Regions from separate parts of the Gossypium hirsutum genome. Here regions 1 and 2 are each linked to region 3. A link is a contact called in public Hi-C data. All regions are on one chromosome and are shown on one strand. Each heading gives the region's core, a stretch centred on a gene start, on an enhancer-like site or on the middle of the called end of the contact. The rest is flanking DNA. Distances are from core to core; before and after follow the strand shown.

Region 1 (4,602 bases), core at 247-2,746, 380 kb after region 3:
TATTGGTATTTAAATTTGAATAATTTTATTGTATATTTGTTTTTTTATACAATATGTAGAATTACCCATAATCCCTCTCTAACCCATGAATAGGAAGATAATGCGCTTTAGCACACTTGAATCTATATCCTTTTGTATTAGCAACAATGCCTATACCAATCAAACTAAAACTCAATTGGCAACATAAGTAAAATATTTAAATGTAAATATTATTATTCTTATAATTAATAAAAAAATCATAAAAAAGAATAAAACTAAATCTTCAAATAAAGAAAAAATAATGTGTACATACATTAGAAATTGACACTTATTAATGTATTTAATATTATTGCTGACACTGCATTTTAGAGAACCTCTTTTCTCTAAATCTTTGAATAAATTGGACCCTCTATCATGATTCAATAGAAATTTCAGATAAAATCTTTTACATTTGGATTTGCATTATTTATAAAACAAATCACATTTCTACTTTGTCTTTTTTTCAATATATGGTTTTGCTTATTACATATGAAATGCTTAGGAATTCTCCATACAAATACTTTCCAAGAGTTTTGTCTTGGAACAATGATGGAAGATCATGATATATTTGTTCTTGTTCTTGAAAGGTGAAGATGCTTTATTTTGAAGATGCAAAATGTTTATCTAATTTAATTCCAAAAGATGCGAATCAAAACATATTATTGTAATATCTACAATATCTACTGCTCAATGCTAACTCGTTGAGTGTTGGGTTCATAATCTGTTGTTATTTGTATTGCCTAACCCCCTCTAAAAAGAAAAATACGTGAATCTCCTATATTTGCCACCCATAGTTTTATTCCATTTATCAATATTGCAGTTACAATAGTAGATTCACCACGACCCAAGTCTGAGCTTTGTGAAAGAATTGCATGATTCGTTTTCTCATAAGCTTTGGAAATGGCTCTAGAGGGGTCAACCCAAAATTGAAATTTAATTATTTTATATTTATTCTTAAGAATTTAATTTTTTTTATTTTTAGATTTTAAAATTTAAGGTCCAATTGTTAACATTGTTGAATTTATTTTGTTAAATTGAAGTTCATTACAAAAGTCAAAGTTCTGGTTACATGTTTACCATGTGAGTTTTTTTTTAACTTTAAAATGTCACACCAATAAATTTAACCAAAAAATCACATTAAGAATTCAACGGAAATAATTAACTGCGTTTATAAATTGAATTAATTAATAAATTATAAAAGTAGAGGGTGAAATTATGTCAAATTAAAGTTAGATTAAATCCAAAATTTGGATATAGTGGAAGGACCAAAACATAATTTATCCAAAAGAAAAAGGGAATTTCCCTCCAAAAGTTTTAACTGAAATATAAAAACCGAAGCGGTGCAAAGTTCAAATCTAACCGTTCATTTCATCACCATCCAACGGTTATCCTTTTCGATCCGTGTCCTCTCTTCCTATTGGCTAAACGCTTTACACTCTTCACTATATATACCCGAAACAATCGGCTACGGCATCACTTGTATATCTTTTACTTTCTACCCACTCTCCCGCAAGCCCCAACTCTTTTTTATATTTCTCATTTCATATAATTTCGTTGCTGATCTAAAATGGCGGGTCGGGGCAAAACTCTCGGATCGGGAGCCTCGAAGAAGGCGACATCGAGGAGTAGCAAGGCCGGGCTTCAATTTCCGGTGGGTCGTATAGCTCGGTTCCTTAAGGCTGGGAAATATGCTGAACGAGTCGGCGCTGGAGCTCCGGTTTACCTTGCCGCAGTTCTTGAATATCTTGCCGCTGAGGTATTGCGATGATTTTCTTTTTGTAATTCATTTGTTTTAAATTCTTAGGTATAATCGGTAAATTTGGTTAAATGAGGTGTTTATTTGGTTTGGTAACCTAATCTAGGGTTTCGAATTTCATTGTTCATTTAGTTATTAGAAGAAAAGATTTTCCGATTAAGTTTTCAAATGTGAGAAACCTTCAATAGTTTCTATGTTTTAAAAAAAAACAGTATCTTTCTGTTTCCGTCGGGCTGGAAAACTAGGGTTTAATTTCCCCCAAATTTGCTACTGTTTTCCAATTTTTATGTTTTTGGTGAAAATTCATACCTTAATAATTCAAATCAGAAGACATTATGGTATCTTTGTATCTATTATTATATATATTTATTGAATATTACATGTTTGTTTCAGGTTCTTGAGCTTGCTGGAAATGCAGCGAGAGACAACAAGAAAACCCGAATTGTGCCACGTCATATTCAGCTAGCCGTAAGGAACGATGAAGAGCTAAGCAAACTACTTGGAGATGTCACGATTGCCAACGGTGGTGTGATGCCCAACATCCACAATCTCCTCCTTCCCAAGAAAGCTGGAACTTCCTCAAAGGCATCTGGAGGTGATGAAGATTAGATTATGTCAACAGTTTAGACTCATAAAACCCTAAGGGAACCCCCTGATTTATCTCCCTCTGCTTACGTGATTCTTAGATTGAAACCATCATGGGTATTAGCTTTGAATGTTGTTTCACTTAGTTTTTTATTTATTAAGTTTGTAGTTTATTGATAGTGTTTAGTTAGTAGGTAGAATAAGGTAGCTTTAGGGGTTTTTGGTTGAATGTGAATAGAATGAATCATCAAGCATTATCTTCTACTTTATAGAAGAGTTGTGATCCATTTTTGTCATTTTATTGTTCAATCATTCATTAATGAAATGAATGCAACACTTGAGTTTCAATTGTGTTGTTTTTTTGAGACTATTTTTAGTAAGCTACTTGTTTATTTGTTATTTCAAATGTGATTCAAATGATGTGTTGTCATCCTGGGGAGGGGGGAGGGGGTTGAGAGTTGTGTTCCATTTTGATTAATGTTTGCATTTATTGAAGTTTGTGGGGTATTTTTGTAGAAGGGTTGAAGTTTTATATACATTTGTCAGGTTAAATGTTCTAAGTTTGGAAATCTAGATACAAAATACATTTTTGTTGGGTTAAAATGTTTCTAGGCATTCTTTTATCCCCAAATTTGTTGAGATTATGATTCTAAGTTGAACTTTTCTTATACAGAGTTTTATTTTTATATTTTTACTTTTGGAAATTGTAACCATTTTTTTTAATGAAAATTGGATTGTAAGAAATTCGTAAAAAGTATTTTGGAGCTTTTATATTAGAGTTAAGTTATCAAAAATAAATTATTTGTTTTTTTTTTTAATTTCATCATTTAAAATTGATGTTGTTGATGGGATAATTAGATGTTTAAATGTAATTTAATTTTTAATATAAAATGTTTATAGTATTTTTTTCTACTTTATATGTTTCAAAGATGTTAATGGAATAAAATGTAATAACTACTGCATTTACCTAAAGTGTAGTTAATATAAAAATAGCGTCGTTATAGTGATATTATAATGTAAAATAAAAAATGAATTAAATTAAATATGTTGTATCTTATCTGACTGTGTATCCCGAATAGATTTAAATGAATATTATGCAATTGATATTTAAAAGAAATGTGTCTTCCGAATGGATAATAAAATGAGATTCTTTTATTGATTATAATCTAAGATTTCTCATATTTGGTTACAACAACGAACATATCCCATTTGTTTCAAAATTAAAAATTTTAATATCCATATTTTCAAAACAAAAATAATATCTAAACTTATCTATTGAAAACAACTACAAATATTTAATTACTCCACTAATTATTCCAAAATTCACTCCAATAAACAGCTTTTCTTTTGGTAAAATTTCATTTCAAACCCCCTCAAAAAACACAAAAGGATGTTGGTGGTATGTTGCAAAATCATCAAATTAACAATTGTGATTACTATATTTAATATAAACATATTACTATAAATAATAATTCAACTAAATGTTTGTTATCAGAATACAATTAAAAAAAATTCAGAATCCCACCAAGAAAAAAAAACCTTGAAACATTTTGTCAGCTCAATGTAAGAACCCTTTTTCAATAAGAGCAAAAGTTCTTCCTTGTCAACTTCTTTTTACATGCATTGTAAGCTTATTCAACATTTTTTTGAACAATTGCCATTGATTGGATATGGTCAAAGTTGCCAAGAAGGGATTTTGAAATTTATTTATATTTTTTTGGCTTCTATTTTAAGCTCTATTGATCATATCCTTTCTGGTAAATTTTTTATTTTGATCCCAATTTTTTGGCTTTGTAAAGAAAGATAAATTCTGGGTTTTGTTTCTTTTCTTGAGTTTTGATTCAAAGTTTCAATCTTTCATAAAGTTTCTGAGGAAAAATCTGCTTATTTTCCTAGCAGGTTTCAATGGTTTCTTTTTGAGGGAGTTGGTGCCACATGTTCTAAGGTTTGAACTTTTGATGACAGCATTTGGAAGGGTTTTGGGTCGGGTCGGGTTGAATTCTTATAATTTTTTTGGCATTGAGTGGCTTTGGATATTGATGAAATGAAAAGGGGTCCTTTATCTGCTTGTGATAATGCCTATGATACAAGGAAATATGGGTGGCAAAAAAATTCCTTGTTTGATATTTTTGGTAACTTTGCTTTGTATTTCATTGGCAATCATTTTGGATTATAGAAGTGCTGCAGAAGAAGCATTTCTTAATATATTAGTTGATCCATCAACTGGGGAGATTAATGAAAAT
Region 2 (4,474 bases), core at 261-2,760, 500 kb before region 3:
TTCTAGAAATTTAAATTAAGATCTCAGATTTAATATTTTAAAAGAGGAACATTTTTATGCATTTATATGAATTTAAATTACGACCAAGTTATTTAAAATTAAAAATCATTTTTATTATTTTTAATTTTGTAAAGAATTTTTTTTTAAATTTTCACATATTTATATTTTCATTTTCCAAAAATTATATTGTAAATTTTCAACCAAACCCTTTTTGGTAGGGAAAGATAAATAATATAGAACATATGCCTACAAATCCACAATTATAGGTTCCTTTAGCAATGCTATGGAGTTGAAATCACCACCCTTAGGCCCATTTGTGTATGGTAAATGGCCCACAATGGTTGCAATTTTAGGCCCATTTATGAATACTCGTTTATAGGGATAGTGTCAACTTCACAAAAATTACAAATGAATTTTTCACAAAATTGAAATAACATAATTGTTTTGGTTAAATTCCTAATAGATCCCTATACTATAGGGATGAGGTCAAATTAATCCCTCTCAATTTAATCTTTATATTATTAAAAAGAATCAAGTTTGAATTGTAACAAAGTTAACATTTATTGTATAAATAATGTCCTAAACTTTCAATCTCGCTAAATAGTAATTGATATGTTTTTAATAGTAAATGTTAACTCTATTTCAATTTGGCCTTAGTTAATTCTTTTAAATAGTATAAAGATTAAATTGATCCGTTTTATTGTAAAGGGACTAATTTGGTTAGGTCCCAAAAATAGAGAGATCTCTCAAGTGTATTCACCTATTTTTTTTATACAATATTAAGGTGGGAAACAAGGTTAATACGACTCAAACTTTGTGCCAAATGGGTATTTGATAAAAACTTTAGCCACTGTTCCATACAAGTCAAGACACCTTTTTTTTTTGAAGAGACAAGTATAATATGATGTAAAAACAAATATTTTATGTTTAAAATAGTGAGAATAACTTAAAATTTTTATGTAAATTTTTTTAAAAAATACAGTATAAGTGTTATTAAATATTTTTATTTACTTGAAAAATTATTATGTTTTAGAAATATGTATAAAAAAGACTTTGAAACTATATCAAATAATGTTAAAAAATAATAAAACAAATCTCGTTTTGTCAAAATAAATTTAAAATTTTAAAACATAAATCTATTTTTAGGTATAAATTTAAAAATTCATGCTTAAATAAAAAATAATCTATATATAAATTTAAGTAAAATTTTAAACTAATATTTTAGCTCGGACTAGAGTTAATTAACATGTATACTAATGATATCAATCATAGATCCGATTTTCCTCAATAATGTCTCTACTTAAAAAAAGAACATAAAGTCGAACATTACAAACAACATTATTGGAAAACACAAAGCACACAATCGAATCTAAAAACGATATTATTGAGAGGATAGTTACGAAATCGTAATAATTTTTTTGTAAAAAAAAACTCAGATCCATTAATTTGGGGCTTTCAGCCCAATGTCCCAAATTTATTAAGAAAACCCAAAATATCAAAAATATCAGCATGCCATTGCCAACACCATCTTCAAAGTAACCGAAAATAACCATAATAATTTCACTTCAATTCATCTAATCTCTTAGACCCTTACACAAATTTCCAATGGCAATTCTGTTAAACCCTCCCTCTTTCCTTTTACCCACAAAGCCCTTTCTTCCAACTCACTCCCCCTTCTACTCTGGGACTCAACTCACTGACTGCACCAACTCCTCCTCCTCCTCCTCCTCGTACTATCAAAGCTGCAGTACTTGACAGTGACTATTCACCCAAGAGAAGCAGCAGGAATGAACCCAGGGAAACGATAATGTTATCCGGCTGTGATTATAATCATTGGCTTATTGTTATGGAGTTCCCTAAAGACCCTGCTCCTACTAGAGAACAAATGATTGACAATTACCTCAACACTCTTGCCACTGTTCTTGGCAGGTGAGATGACTTGAAGCTTTCCGGGTTTTCTTTTCTTTAGTTGAAAATATGAAAGAATATGGAGTTTTTTTGTATGTTTCTTTTTTCTCTTCGGGATATTTCTTGGTTTTTTTATGAAAGGGGTTGTTTTCTTTTGCTGCCTTGCTGGGTAATGTCAAGTTTTGATGAGATTTTTTTTGTTGGTTTTGCTTCTTCTTCTTTTATATATATATATAGATTATTATTTTTTATTCCTCACATTCTAACACATTTAAAATTTTTGAAAAAATTTAATTATAATAATATTTTATGCATATTCATATATGATACTTACATAATTGAGTTGCTCTTCAAATGATGAAAAAATTAAAATTGAACTCAAATAGAAATTTATTGCTCGCTGCTCGACTCAAGCTTAATCAAATATTTTAAACTTTGCTTGAAATAATATTCAACTACTCGAATTTAGATTGATGGAGCTTATTTACACAATTTATGTACTCAAAAGCTCGAGTCAAACTTTCTTTTGTGATAACGTAGTAATTTGATTTCAATATATTAAAAATACATTTATAATAAAAAAAACTCAATTAGCTTTTGAACTAACTAAATTGAGTATTAAGATACTTGAACATAGCTCGATCATAAGTTATCGGGAAGAACTCCTTAAGATCTTAACTATTTACTTTGATCTCGATAGGTTCACATAAGTGAAGCTTGCAACTCATATGTCACTTATAGCTTTATAGTAAGCTTTCTTTTAGGTCATTTGCAGTCTTTCCAAGGACATGTATCTTAAATGAGCCTTTCTTAGTTATCAACATGAGACCCATGGTCGGAAATTCGGTCATCAAGTTATCAGTGTCTACTATCTGGAGAATGAGTTTTCAATGGCTAATCTTTTATATATAAATGAAAAGAAGAAGAAAAGGTCTTCTTAGCATTGTGTTTTTGCTTCTCCGTGTTTAGGTCTCTACTATTAGATGGTTTAGAAGGAACTTTCGTGATGGCAGCCGGTTGTCGAATCTGACTTCTTCTCACGAGGTTCCGAATCTAATGTTAAGTTGATGCTCATTGCGACGTAATATGTTAAAACTTAGTTGAGATGACTATGGAGGTCATTATGCGTGTATTTAGTCATTGTTACTAATACGGTAATCATTGTTCCGATGAGTATTGTGTATCTAGTTATTGTAATGAATAAATGCTAGCTGGACTTTATTTTCTTGTTATTCAGCATGGAAGAAGCGAAGAACATGAACGCGTTTAGCACCACTACATATACTGGATTCCAATGCACGGTATTGGAAGAAACCTCGGAAAAGTTCAAAGGTAAGAAGATTTATCATCGACCCTGTTTGTTTAAACTTTGTTGTTACTTATCCATGACTTTGGGATGAACTTTGTTCTTCCACACGTAGGATTTCCCGTAGTTCTTTGGGTGCTGCCGGATTCCTACATAGACGTCAAAAATAAAGATTACGGAGGTTGGTTTGCCATGCATACAAATATCTTTGTTTCTCACGAGACAGCTAGATTATGATCTTGCTTCTGATTTCGGCTTTGGTTTCGTGTTTTTGTAGGTGATCAATATATCAACGGAGAAATAATTCCCTGCAAATACCCTACTTACCAACCAAAACCTAGAAAAGAATCAAGATCCGTGAGCAAACGATACGAGAGACGAAAAGACGGTCCACCTGCTGGACAATACAGACCAAAGCAAGCAGCGAGTACATCGGAATCATCATCTTAACAAGGTACAAGAAAATGCCGTCTAAAGTTCAATTTTCATCACACAACTTATTGTCTTTTGTTGAGAGTTCACCGACGGTACCGCGGCTAACTAATGTCGACATGTTATCGGAACACTTGTTCCTGAGAAAGTCACTATGAATCCTCTTAATTGGAACACTATGGATGTGGTTGAACTTTCAGCAATGAGATAGATTTTGGCTTATACATGTGCTTACTCTAGTTTTGGTCCTTTTGGAACTTTGTCTATATGAGTATTAGGCCAACATTGAGGCCTACAAACAATTTGGTTTGATTTGTTTTCCATTTTTATAATATATTATAAAAATTAATATTTAATATTATATTGTAAAAGATTAAAAAAATTATGTTACTTTGATCATATTAAAAATTTTAACAAAAGAATAATATATAAAATTATGAAATGTTGAATAAGAATACACATGGTTTTAGACACGTTTAGTTAATCTATAATATATATGAAAGTACGAGTTTGAAAAACTTTTGGACCCATAAAAATATTTTTTATTTTTTTATAATATTATTAAATTAATATTTAAAAATAATTATAACTAATTTAAAAAATTGAAAAAATATATCATAGTAATTTTATTAAAATAAATGTTGTGATAATCATAATAGATTTAAATTTATTATTTGGAAAAAGAAACATATTATAATAAAAAAATTGTGTTGGTGATTTATTTTCTTATGTTAATATTATAGTTTATTTAGAACAAGATTTTATGTTATTAAATTTTCTTACAATAATTATTAGAATAGGATGATTACTTATAGTTTTTATTAATAT
Region 3 (4,320 bases), core at 963-3,462:
TATACTATATTAAATTAAATATTCCATATAATTTCTTTCTTAAAATGGACATATTAAAGAAAAGGAAATTATGGCGACTATAAAAAAATCTTATTAAAAGTCTCGATAATTAAATAAGTATATACGCTACCAAATTTAGTCACCAGCACATTTACGTTGTTTCAGTTTTTATAATGCCTAAAAGACGAAATAGTCATCCACGTGCATGACTGAATTTGGACTGGAATAGAATGTAATAGAAAATTAATTCCTTAATTATAAAAGTCCTTTTGCATTTAATTTAACCTTTAAGACGAAGTTAGAAAAATTTTTTAAGGACCGAATTAAGTTGCATATTTTTTTGAGAAATTATATCTTTATAATCTTTAAGGATTAAATTAAAATTCTATCATTATTGAATTTCATCATTTATTAAAACAATCCAACACTTAAATACATAATCCATTTTCTCCCACACGTTTTACTATTCCGAAATTCTTTGTTTCCACCATGTCCATAACTAGATCCACCAAGATAAAAGGAGTGAGCAATAATAATATCCAAAGTAATTGGAGTAAAATAAAATAATCCATGGGCTAAAAAAAAAATAGTTAATGACTCAGCAACTACCCCAATAATGGCATGAACATCACGATTAACTCAATCAATTAGCACTTAATCGTTTTTAACAAGCTTGGTGTTGTACTTTTATAACGACAATCAACATGGATTATTGTACACTTAAATTAATTAATTTAAAATCTTTTAAATTATAAAAGGATTAAAGATAAAATTTTCCATTTTAAGGAGCTTGCGAACCTCTACTCCATCCCTAATTGCATTATAATTTTTTATAATCTCAAAATTGAAATTTAGTTTATGTATATTTTTTACAATTAGGTCATGTACTTTAATTAAGATAACAACAACTCGAAATATGGACATAAAATTATATTTAAACTCGTCCATATTTAAAAATGGTTTTAAATCTATTCATATTATTTTTAATTTAATAATTAATAAATTTATATTTTTTTTCATTTATTAAAATTTTATGTATGAGCATCTTAACAATATTTTATGTTTACATCATAGTGTTGTATATGGCAATAGATTTATTTATTTTATGTGTTATAAATTACATAGAATACAAAAATAACACAATATAATATATTAAAATTTAGAAAATAGGTCAGGCTAAGCTCAGATATTGAATGTTTGAGCTTGATCTTGACCCATATTTTAAATGGGCTAATTTTTTACTTAGCCTATTTTTTAGCTTAATATTTTTTCTAAAACCTTCTAAATTTGCGGAATTTTTTCCCTTCAAAACACCTATTCTAAGCCATCACATAAACATGAGTTTTTTTAATTGAAAAAAAATCACATAAACATTTAAAAAAATTAAATATAAAAAAATTGAGTAAGAGAGGGACACAAAACATAATTTGACCTTTTTATAATATTATCAGCCGTTCAACTTGTGTCAATATAAGTGCGTCATGCATGTATTACATAAAAGTCTAAAGCAGAATAAGTGCATGGTGGAAAGGGATGGCCAATGACGATTAAAAAAATCACATCCAAAGTTGATTTTTTGGTTTAATCATTAAATTATACTTTTAGACAATTTATTTTTTTATTGTACAAACTACAAAGTAAAGGAATAAATTATTAAGGCCAGGTGAAAGAAGTAAATGTCTTTAAAGCACATTTCGCTCAGCCAGTGATATCTTTCCTTATAAGCGGGTTTTCATTTTTATCTTGGATGAATTTGCTATCTTTGAGGAGCTCTTGTAGGTCTTGGGATGCCAGTTTGAGCTGCCATCCTGCGCTTGTTTTATTAAGGATGATGTTGATGAATTTACGATCTTTTAACAGGAATTTACAGAAGGTAATATTGTGAGATTTTAGAAGAATAAATGAATATCATAGAGTGAGGATCATTGCTTTAAGCTTGGAAGGTGCGATGTGGCTTTTGACTGCAGACAATTTGATCGCCATTGTCATTGTGTATGATGGTTCACTCCGATTGCTGCAGATGTCAAGATGAAGCGCCCATGAAGTGTGTACCACCTTCTTCAATAGATAGAAGAACTTGCCGAAGACTGTTGATATTCAGAGTGAATTTGAAAGAGTCCATAATTGAGAGTTGCCTCCTAATGGATCGAACTATGAGTGATACTCTTACAGGTGAGTTCATTTCTTGCTTTCCATATTGACCACGACATGCAGATGCAGGCCGTATAAAAGTATCTCGAGGCTGAAGAATTGATTTCATTATTTTGAAGCTATGAAGTATGTACATGGACAAGTAATACATACGATACGAATATAGTGACATAGTAATTTTTAGAAAATGAAGATATAGATACGGCAATAAAAACAATATTAAAAATATTTATATTCATAAAAAAAAATCTAAAACTTTAAATCTAACCCAATATTTTAAATCAATTTACAAATAGCCCAAGATAAATCTTGGACTACCCAAAATAATAAACCCAAAAGGCAATCCAACCCAATATTTTAAATTGATTACTAATAGCCAAGACAGGCCTTGGACTGTTTCAATTTTGTCTGTAAAAACCTTTCATCTTTTTCAAGAAAACCTTAAAACTTTCAACCTTAATTTCAGTCTTTCATTCATTTTACGAAAAAAAAAAGAAAAAAAAAATCTAAAACTTTACTTCTTCTTTCATTCTCAACTGGGGTTTTTCAATCCGGTGTCTTTATCCATTGTCACTATGTTGGGAACATGTTCGTTTTTAGACACCCGTATCGTGACTCTGTCTGATTTTTTTACGTATTCGGACACGTCCTGATATGTCGGGACCGTGTTAGACACATGTATAACATAAGTTCAAAGAGGGATGAGCTATGTCCATGCTTACTAATTTTGAAACCATTTGAAAATGCAAGAATAGAACGAGGAAAGATTAAAACTATCAACACGCAAAAGAGAGAGGGGAGATCCAAACCATACTCAATTGAACAAACAGATGTTTTAAGGATTCTGCATATGCCTGGCATAGAGGACTGTTGCTATTTGCACCAACGTTGCAAAGGTAGTTGTTGTATATTTTTAGTAAAAAAAAGGATGATTTTGTGGGTTTTATTAAGTTTTAAGTTCAATCCAATAACAACTTCATTGGCCCAAACCCATGAAACCCAAATAAGATCCCACCCTCCTTACAAATCCTTGGAATTCTTCATTAAACCAGTTTTGTTAAGTGAAAAAAGCATAGCTTATCTTGATCATAATCCAACCTTCAACAACAATCTGGATATTTAACTTTTCTTTCCCTAACTTTTATTTCGAACTGGGCTAAAAATTAAGTAATTCAAGGGAAAATAAGGGATATTTAACTCTCTTTATTTTTCCTTACCTAAATTAAAGAAGTCCAAATAACGGAAATTAAAATGTGATAATTTCCTTTCCTTTTCCTTGTTTTTATGCAATTCAAGCAAATGATTCATAGTATAGGTAGATAGATAAAAGTTGGTAAAACAGTCCCAAGCTTCTAATAGATTCGAGCTCAAAGAAGTTTGAGATCAAAAAAATTTAAGTTCGAGAAAGTTCGAGTTTACAAAAATCTGAGTTCAAGACCGATCTGACTCAAGCTCAAAATAAATCTAAACCAAAACCTAAATTTATAACTGAACAACAACAATAGACATTAATAATTACTATAATTTTACAATATTACTAAAATAAAAATAGGTCATTATTATTTATTTTATAAAAATATGTTCATAAGCTTTACATATTTATATTAAAATGTTATTAATAGCAAATGCAATTATAATAATTTTTATGTTAAATTATAAAGTGAAATATTTTAAAAAAAACATTAATTGAATATAAAATACTTTTTAATACTATAAATATATATGTATAATAAATATATAAAATTAATAACTATTAAAATCTATAAAATTTAAATTTAATGATTATATAATATATAATGGCATAATATATTAATTTAATAATATGGTAATTAGTGTTCTATGATCACAAATTATTAAACATGTTTTATTATACTATACAAACAACATTACTAATAAATTTAATTCTAATGATTTTGGAATTTAGGTTTTACTTTAAGTATTTTTATGATTTGGAAATTTATATATACTTTTAATTTTTTAATTATTAATGTTTTATTTTTTAATATTAAATTTTATTAATATTATTATCTATATAATAATTTTTAATTTAAAGTGGATTTATTTATTTTTTTAGATTGGATTTTGAATAAAGTTTAAATTTGTCTAGGTTTAGGTTTAGGTTTGAGTTTGGTTGATATTGGATTTAAGTCTGGATTTAAATATATATTA

The links. Hi-C and Micro-C count contacts between places; a contact is called where the count stands out from the background.
Region 1: a Hi-C map of hypocotyl shows a contact between it and region 3, with 2.8 times the contacts expected there. The contact joins the promoter of LOC107939646 here to the enhancer-like site in region 3. A contact is called at or near these places in 2 of 34 Hi-C or Micro-C datasets (hypocotyl and leaf).
Region 2: a Hi-C map of leaf shows a contact between it and region 3, with 3 times the contacts expected there. The contact joins the promoter of LOC107940865 here to the enhancer-like site in region 3. A contact is called at or near these places in 2 of 34 Hi-C or Micro-C datasets (callus and leaf).

What each region holds. Positions count from the first base shown.
Region 1 is chrA04:3,674,080-3,678,681 of Gossypium_hirsutum_v2.1, reverse strand. It overlaps LOC107939646 (histone H2A.6), which reads left to right and starts at 1,496. Exons shown (of 2, transcript XM_016873008.2): 1 at 1,496-1,774; 2 at 2,168-2,707. The coding sequence starts at 1,586. The coding sequence ends at 2,383. It overlaps LOC107939636 (formin-like protein 5), which reads left to right and starts at 3,831. Exons shown (of 8, transcript XR_005925390.1): 1 at 3,831-3,922; 2 at 4,259-4,602.
Region 2 is chrA04:4,551,458-4,555,931 of Gossypium_hirsutum_v2.1, reverse strand. It overlaps LOC107940865 (multiple organellar RNA editing factor 9, chloroplastic), which reads left to right and starts at 1,510. Exons shown (of 3, transcript XM_016874328.2): 1 at 1,510-1,535; 2 at 1,651-1,929; 3 at 3,146-3,308. The coding sequence starts at 1,510. The coding sequence ends at 3,308.
Region 3 is chrA04:4,054,638-4,058,957 of Gossypium_hirsutum_v2.1, reverse strand. No RefSeq gene overlaps it. Among protein-coding and RNA genes, the nearest start is that of LOC107920690, 19 kb to the left of the region's middle. Within about 2 kb of position 2,212, at least 2 of the 9 cell types and tissues checked have an H3K27ac peak or open chromatin away from gene starts, as enhancers often do. A contact at or near this core is called in hypocotyl, where this site is marked.